Regions from separate parts of the Sus scrofa genome. Here region 1 is linked to region 2. The links are chromatin contacts, called in public targeted proximity ligation maps. All regions are on one chromosome and are shown on one strand. The core of a region is the stretch at or near the end of the contact, and the rest is flanking DNA. Distances in the headings are between cores, read along the strand shown.

Region 1 (4,021 bases), core at 318-2,817, 340 kb after region 2:
TGACGGGAACTCTGCATCTCAGTTTTGACAAAATGCACTCTAGGCATTTAAGGCATTAATGGGAAAACAGGGTGAGGAGTAAATGGGGACTTTCTGTCCCCACCCCCATCTAAATCTAAAATTATCCCCTAACTTAAAAATGGATTAAAAACAAATTTTCTCGGGCCTCTGTTGGGCAGCCATTTAAGAATCACTGGGCCTCTAAGAGCGCAGCAGTTTCTCTACATGACAGATGGTACTAAGTTCATTTTAGTAAAGGGGCCATGGTTTCTAATCTTCACCTCAAGGGCCTTTCTCGTTTCCATAAACAGACACCAAACAACCAACCAACAGTATACTCCCCGGGGATCCTTAAAGGCAACCAGTCCCGTTTAGGAGCGACACCCACTTCACGCATGTTTTCCCCTGGGTATCACAGCCGGTGTCACTGGTTTGCCTTCTAGACAATTTGCATTTTCCACAGTATCTCTACCTTAGCTAACCTTACTGATGAAAATACAGAGCTACCAGAAAATCAGGATATCTAATAAGAAGTTGGGCTAGGAGTCAAACACCTCTATTTATTTTAAATTTGTTTTTAAGTGGCCTCAATACTTATCACTGAAATTGTTTTCTATAAAAAGAACATCTGTGTTTGGTGGTTGTCATAACCCCAATTCTTCTGTACTCAGATGTTGGGACAGGTCTGTTGGAAAAAGCAGTTGATGGGCTATGGTCCTTGCTTTTTAACTGTCCAGTAGGGACACCTTTTAAAATTATCGTTTGCTTTTATTTCTTGAGTGCCTATTCGGTACTAGGCACTGGGCAGAGCACTTGCTCTCTCTCATTTAAAGATGAGGAAAGTACAGTGGCCTAAGACTGCTCATCTAGTAAGTACAAGAGTGAGAGAAACCCTTCCATGGGCTCCAGAGCGTGAGCCACTGCTCCACTTACCAGCTATGTGACCTTGAGCATAAACAAGGATGGAGGTGGGGTGACGATGAGGATGGGGACAGGGATGAAGACGGAGATGGGAATGAAGATGGGGATGGGAAGGGGAGGAAGATGGGGATGAGGATGAAGATGGCGACAGAAACGGGATGAAGATGGGGGTGAAGATGGAGTTGGGGATGAAGATGGGGATGAGAATGGGGTTAGGGATGAAGATGAGAATGGGGATAGGGATAAGAATGGGGGTGGGGATGGGGATGGCTACATGGCCTCCACCCTGGAGAAGCTGGAAGACTTAGAAGGATTTATCTCCTAAGAGCTCTGCACTGTGGCCATTCAACAGTAAACACAGCAAAAGCCCTTACTGTCTCCCCCAGGGAAGGGTCTTTTAAGTTGACCAAGAATCTAACTACCCAAGACATTTTCTCCTTCCTTTGGGGAGATAATGAGACATTACTAGGAAAAGTATCCATCACATTTTCAGTTTTTCTGGAGACATTCATTTCCATAACCCTCCCATTTTTAGCTGGCATTTTTACAGTGTTTCAAGGACATTTTATAGAGAGAGACAGAGACGGATATCTGTGCAAGACCAAGCTGGCGTTAAATTGTGACATCACCAGGAATGACTCATGGTACACAGTTAGAAAAATAGTCACGGGAGGAAGAAGAATCAAAAAACAACAAAAAACCAGATGCCCTTACTCAAATACAGAGCTGTCATTCTGATCCCCCCAGATCAGGATCTCGGTGATGGATCGAATGGTCTCCACCAGCAGGTTCCGGTTCTGCTCTGTGACAGTGGTGTTTTTGGTCAAAACATGGTACAGATACCTGAGAGAAAGGAAAGAAAAGAGAGTTCAAGGTTACCAACTGAAATGGAAGCCAGGCTCAGTGACCACTTGTGACATGTGGGGGACAATTAGGCTGTGCTTTTTTCAGATTTGGTTGTGAGCACAATTCCCACTCAGGAGACATGACTCATCACCCAAGGGAAAACAGCAGCCGATGCCTTGAAGGGTTAAATAGCCAGGGACACGTGACTCAAACTGAAGCAAGATCTTCAGCTTTTCAAGACAGCCATCCTCAGACTGAGAGCTGGACAAATGGGCTGCAGACCCCCGGAGACTCAGACCCGGCAGAACTAAGGGTAGACCAGGCACCGCCGGCCTTCTCCACACTCTCGCAGGCGATTCCCGCGTCGGGGAGCAGGTGGAGGTGCAGGGCTCAGCCCAGGAGCCTGACGCACAACCGGGCAGATACAGGGATGACAGGTGGAGTCAGAGACCCGGGATGGGGGTCCCGGAGCTGAGGGCAAAATCATGTGCACTCGTGCTCACCTTTGAATGGCCCATAACCCCCCGTGATGTGCAGAATGCCCATCAGGACTGAGGGCTCAAATGACACAGGTGGCGCCAAACTTATTTGCTGAGCACAGACTAATGCAAAATGGGTTTGGGAGGCAAGGGCTACGTCCCTCACCCACCCAAACATGCCTGGAAGGCCTCGCTGCTTCAGATCTGTGCCAGCTGCTGGAGCAGAGACAAAGGCCTGGCCCAGCCCTCAAGGCCCTCTGCCACTGGTGAGGCCACCGCAGGAATCACAGAGGCCAGTCCTGAGTGGTGTGGGACTAGCTAACTAGCCAGTGCCCACAGGGTGCCAACTGGCGCAGCTTTTAAGAGACAATGTCTCCAGACTAAGGCGACTTCAGCTGTCATGGCATGGGAAGGAAAAGGGGACAGCAAGAGGGACTGACTCAGCAACAGTCACCTCCTGACTTCTGGTCACTTCAGTTGGGGGGTGAGGGCTGGTGACGGCAAGGTAGGGAAAGGTTAGATAGGTCGCAAATCTCTAAAAATGGGTAGGACGTGTAGAGGTGGAACCTTGCAAATGGAACAACAGGGAACGATCTGCTGCTTTCGGGGGCTGGGTTTTATTTATTAGTATTTTCGATCTTCGTTATACTTTAAAGATATGGTATAATTCGTCACTGAATCATTTAATTAATCTAATTAAAAACTGCATCAACTCTGTTTTTGTTTTTTGGGTTTTTGGGGGGTTTTGTTTTTGTTTTTTTGCTTGTTAGGGCTGCACCCGTAGCATATGGAAGTTCCCAGGCTAGGGGTGGAATCAGAGCTGCAGCCGGCCTACACCACAGGCACAGCAATGCCAGATCCGAGCCGAGTCTGTGACCTACATCACAGCTCATGGCAACGCCGGATCCTTAACCCACTGAGTGAGGCCAGGGATCAAACCCACAACCTCAAGGTTACTAGTTGGATTGTTTATGCTGCATCACAACAGGAACCCCACAACTGCATCAACTCTGAACATGCAATGCTAGTACAGCTCTCTCCAAACAGAGACGTCCAGCGCCTGTGCCCAGGTCCACCGGCAGAGCCGCTCGAGGGAGTGCAGCCAGCAGTGCTCTGTGATTAGGTCACCCCCGGCACTGACTGCCCTGGGATGACTCCAGGGGGATCCACTGGTGAATCTATGTCTCCACCTCACCTCACCTGCCTCTTCCCCAGAAGCCCCCAAGAGCAGACTTTTTCAAATTGTGATTCACAGGCCTCCTGCGTCAGAATCCCCTGCTGAAGCGACAGACTCTGGCTCCTCACTCCGGACCCCCATGGGCCCTGCACCCATCTAAGCCCCGCAAATCTTCAAATCTGCTGTTTGAAGGGGCTCCTGCTCTAGTTTCAGACCACGGCATCACTCACGCCATGGGCATCAGTGACCATGCAGTGCGTGGTATGTCCCACAGCCGCTGTGACAGGCGCTGTTGGTGGTGTGGGGAGAGGCAGAGTCTCCCCACTCTGCATTTCCTTCTGTGGAGAGAACAACCTCCATCAGCGCCCCAGACCACACTCCTGGCCCAGGGGGAGGCCTGCTCTGAAGACCCCCAAGAGGGACGGGAGAGTTTAAAATCTTCAGGAGCAGCCCTGACTTCTATTCACTGTGCTTTCTGCCCAGAAAGCCTGTGCTGCCCTGACCAAGTGGCAAACTTACTCGTATGTCAAAACCCAGCTCAAGCATCTCTTGTGAAGCCTTCTTCCAGAACCTCCTGCTCTCTGGCTCCTGTGTGCCT
Region 2 (3,645 bases), core at 307-2,806:
GGGATTCACTTGTTTCTTTTGATCCACAGGTTTACAGTTGGAGAGGAACTGCTCTCAGGATGAATGATAGGAGTTCCCCAGTGGCTCAGCAGGCTAAGGATCTGGTGTTGCCCCTGCTGTGGTGCGGCTTCGATCCCTGACCCTGGGAATTTCCACATGCTGCCGGTGTGGCCAAAGAACCAACTGAAACGAGGATGAATTAGGAGTTCCCATTGTGGCTTAGTGGGTTAAGGATATGGTCCAATCCCTAGGCTCACTCAATGGGTGAAGGATGGGGGGTGGCTGCAAGCTGCAACTCAGAGCCGGTATTGCCGTGGGTGTGGTACAGACCTCAGCTGCAGCTCCAATTCAACTCCTGGCCCCGGGGAACTCTCATATGTCACAGATGCAGCCTTAAAAAGAAAGAAAGAAAAAAAAAAAAGACACCCAGAGCCTCCCTACACTAGACACAGATGATTTGGATAATGAGATTTAGCTGAGATGTGGGACTCTGAGTTGTGCTGTAAATGGGTTAAGAGCGGCAGGGACCTTGGACCAAGTGAATGTATTTTGCATTTGGGACAGACGTGCATCTCTGGAGGGCAGAGGGCAGTCTGAGTAGAATGTCCTGCCCCAAAGGTGTCCAGGTCCTCACCCTGGAACCTGTAAATGTGTTACCTTACCCGGCAAAGGGGACTTTGCAGATGTGATTAGATAAAGGGCCTTGCCACGGGAAGACGATCACTGTTGAGTCATGGGACTCCTTAAAAGCAGGGGCAGGTCTTGGGCGGTAAGTAAGAGAGATGAGGCCGGGTGGGTGGTCAGAGAGACGACCAGGTGACTTTTGTTCACCGTGTGTCCCCAGAGGCTGGAACCTAGGAGGCTCTCAGGAAGTGCTTGGTGACAGAACAGTGAGCATTTTTTGAGCACCTGCTAAGACCCGATTCTATAACAGTCACACAGACAAGTTCCTTCGCCTCTCTGACCCCAAATTGTCCCTTCTCTATAGGTGACAGAAATAAGGCTCAAAAAAAAAAAAGGAAGTCTCCATCGTGGCTCAGCAGAAACACGTCTGACTAGCATCCATGAGGACAAGGGTTTGATCCCTGGCCCCGCTCAGTGGGTTAAGGCTCTGGCGTTGCCGTGAGCTGTGGTGTAGGTTGCAGACGTGGCTCAGATCCTGCATTGCTGTGGGCCAGCGGCTACAGCTCTGATTTGACCCCTAGCCTGGGAATCTCCATATGCTGTGGGTGCGGCCTTAAAAAATAAGGTTCAGTGAAGTGAAGGGACTTGCCCAGAGTGACCCAGTGATTAAACAGCCGGGCTGAAATTCAAAAGCAGGACCATCAGAAACTGTCTGGTTGCCAAACCTACATCCCCATCCCCCCCCATTAGGACCTGGCCATAATGGGTGAACACGCCCTGGGCGGACAGCCGTGAAGCGTCTCACAGCCCCGTTTTGTTCTTTTGCTTCCTTCTGCGGCTTTTCATCTTGGCCACTGGCTGGCAGCCCATTTCTGACGGAACAGAGCAGCTCTGCCTGGGACTGACCAGCAGGGGGTGCTAGCGTCCAAGGATAAAGACCCGGCGTTGCCAGAGGGTCCAGTTTTCTCAGAATGAGGGCCCTGGCTGCCTCCCCCGCAAAGAGGGACAGTCGCAGCCGGAGACTGGTCCCTGCCCCTGCCTGCTGGCCAGAGGGTTTGTCTCCCTGGCAACAGTCTTCCCGGAGGAGGGGAAAGCACCTCCCAGGGTCACTGACACGGGGAAAGCTCCTAGCACAGTTCCTGCTCTGGCCCTCGGTTGAATTTGCATCCTTCATCAGGAGATGTTGAATGATTCTCATAGGACTATAATTTCAGATTCTGCCCAAACCACATGAATCTTTTATTTTGACTCAGCCATCTCTCCCCTTTTCCTCCAGTTCTGTCTGTCCTTATCAAGTCTTCCCAAGCTTGAGAACACTCCCAAACAAGCTGGCAAGCACCCTCAGGCCGATTATAAACAACCTGGGATGCTTGATTCAAAAGGCCCTCCTAGGAGTTCCCGTCGTGACACAGTGGTTAATGAATCCGACTAGGAACCATGAAGTTGTGGGTTTGATCCCTGGCCTCGCTCAGTGGGTTAAAGGATCCAGCGTTGCAGTGAGCTGTGGTGTAGGTCGCAGATGTGGCTTGGATCTGGTGTTGCTGTGGCTCTGGTGAAGACCAGTGGCTACAGCTCCGAATCCGACCCCTGGCCTGGGAACTTCCACATGCCGCAGGAGCAGCCCTAGAAAGGACAAAAAAACAAAAGTCCATCCTAGGTTCCCGTCGCGGCTCAGCAGGTACCGACCCCAATTTGTAACCATGAGGACGCAGGTTTGATCCCTGGCCTAGCTCAGCAGATTAGGATCCAGTGTGGCTGTGAGTTGTGGTGTAGGTCACAGTCGTGGCTCGGATCTGGTGTTGCTGTGGCTCTGGTGTAGGCCAGTGGCTAGAGCTCCGAATCCGACCCCTAGCCTGGGAACCTCCATGTGCCCCGGGTGCAGCCCTAAAAGACAAAAAAATAAAACATTCTTAAAAGGAAAAGCAAAACAAAAGGCCCTCCTAGACTTGGCCTGTGAGGGGCTCTTTTCATTTGAAAACACTGGAGTGCAAGGGGAAATTCAAAAATATGGTGCTTCTGCATGTACATTTCCTCTGCCTTCCTACCCAGAACCCAGCTATTCGCAAACATCTACGGATGTGTGTGCTATGCATGGACGAAGGTAAAAAAGTAAGACTCAGTCACATCACCAGAGGCCCCTCCGAGGACAGATACCAGGACCCTTGAGAACAATTTACGTGCCCATCTACAGATCCGCACGGGGAAGGGGCCTCTGATTCGGTTCCCCGGTACTTCACAGGCTGACCTCCAATCCCAAGGTCAGAAAGACAAAGGCAGGACCAGGAATGCAGCCCAGGCGTGCTAGGCTCCTCTCTCCCTCGTTCTCACCAGGCAGGAGCCCCTGAAAGTCACCCTTTCACAGGCTCCAAAGGTCTGCTAAATGTAGGTCACTATGGCCGAAGACGCGTGTTTTCACCTTATCCTGACACACAGGCAGTTGCGCAGTGAGTCTGGACCGTGCCTGGGGTTTAGCGACGCTGGCCCCAGGCCATGTGGTGGCCCAACAGATCTCAGGGCCACGCCGTCAAGGCTGGACCCCTGGGGTTGAAGACAGCTCTCTCTCCTCAGCATCTCTTCCAGATTCTTTTCCTCCTCACCAGTAAATCACATACCGACAGGCCAGGAGACAAAGCATTTGATTATTTCATGCAGTCATTCCTTCTCCTTCCTGCTTCACCTGATGCATAAGAATTTTGCGGTACAACTTCAGTTTTACAAGAATATGCAACAGAAAGAAATAAGGAACTCAGTGATCCACAACCAGCTAAATGAGGGTTTTTTCTCTCTCTCTCTCTTTTTTCTTCTAATGTAAAGCAGTTCCAAGAAAAGTGAAGTCACAGCCCAGGGTGCTTATTTTCAGTTCTTAGAAAAGAGCAAATTTCAAAAGGGAAGCTTTGCAGCCGGAGCACACAGCCTGCCCTGGTCTGGCCAAGGTGCTTGCTGATAAACCAACTTTGATTTGGCATCAGAAAACCAAAACCCCCGCCCCAGATGCGTTTTCATTCGGTGATGTCAGGGAGG

The links.
Region 1: a targeted proximity ligation map of alveolar macrophages shows a contact between it and region 2. A contact is called at or near these places in 8 of 47 Hi-C or Micro-C datasets (blood, epiblast stem cells, mesenteric adipose tissue and 3 more) and 1 of 2 datasets of targeted methods (alveolar macrophages).

Annotation. Positions count from the first base shown.
Region 1 is chr3:32,143,569-32,147,589 of Sscrofa11.1, forward strand. CLEC16A (protein CLEC16A) reads right to left here. Exons shown (of 25, transcript XM_021086617.1): 2 at 1,636-1,764. Among named protein-coding and RNA genes, the nearest start is that of CLEC16A, 13 kb to the right of the region's middle.
Region 2 is chr3:31,802,940-31,806,584 of Sscrofa11.1, forward strand. No RefSeq gene overlaps it. Among named protein-coding and RNA genes, the nearest start is that of RMI2, 10 kb to the right of the region's middle.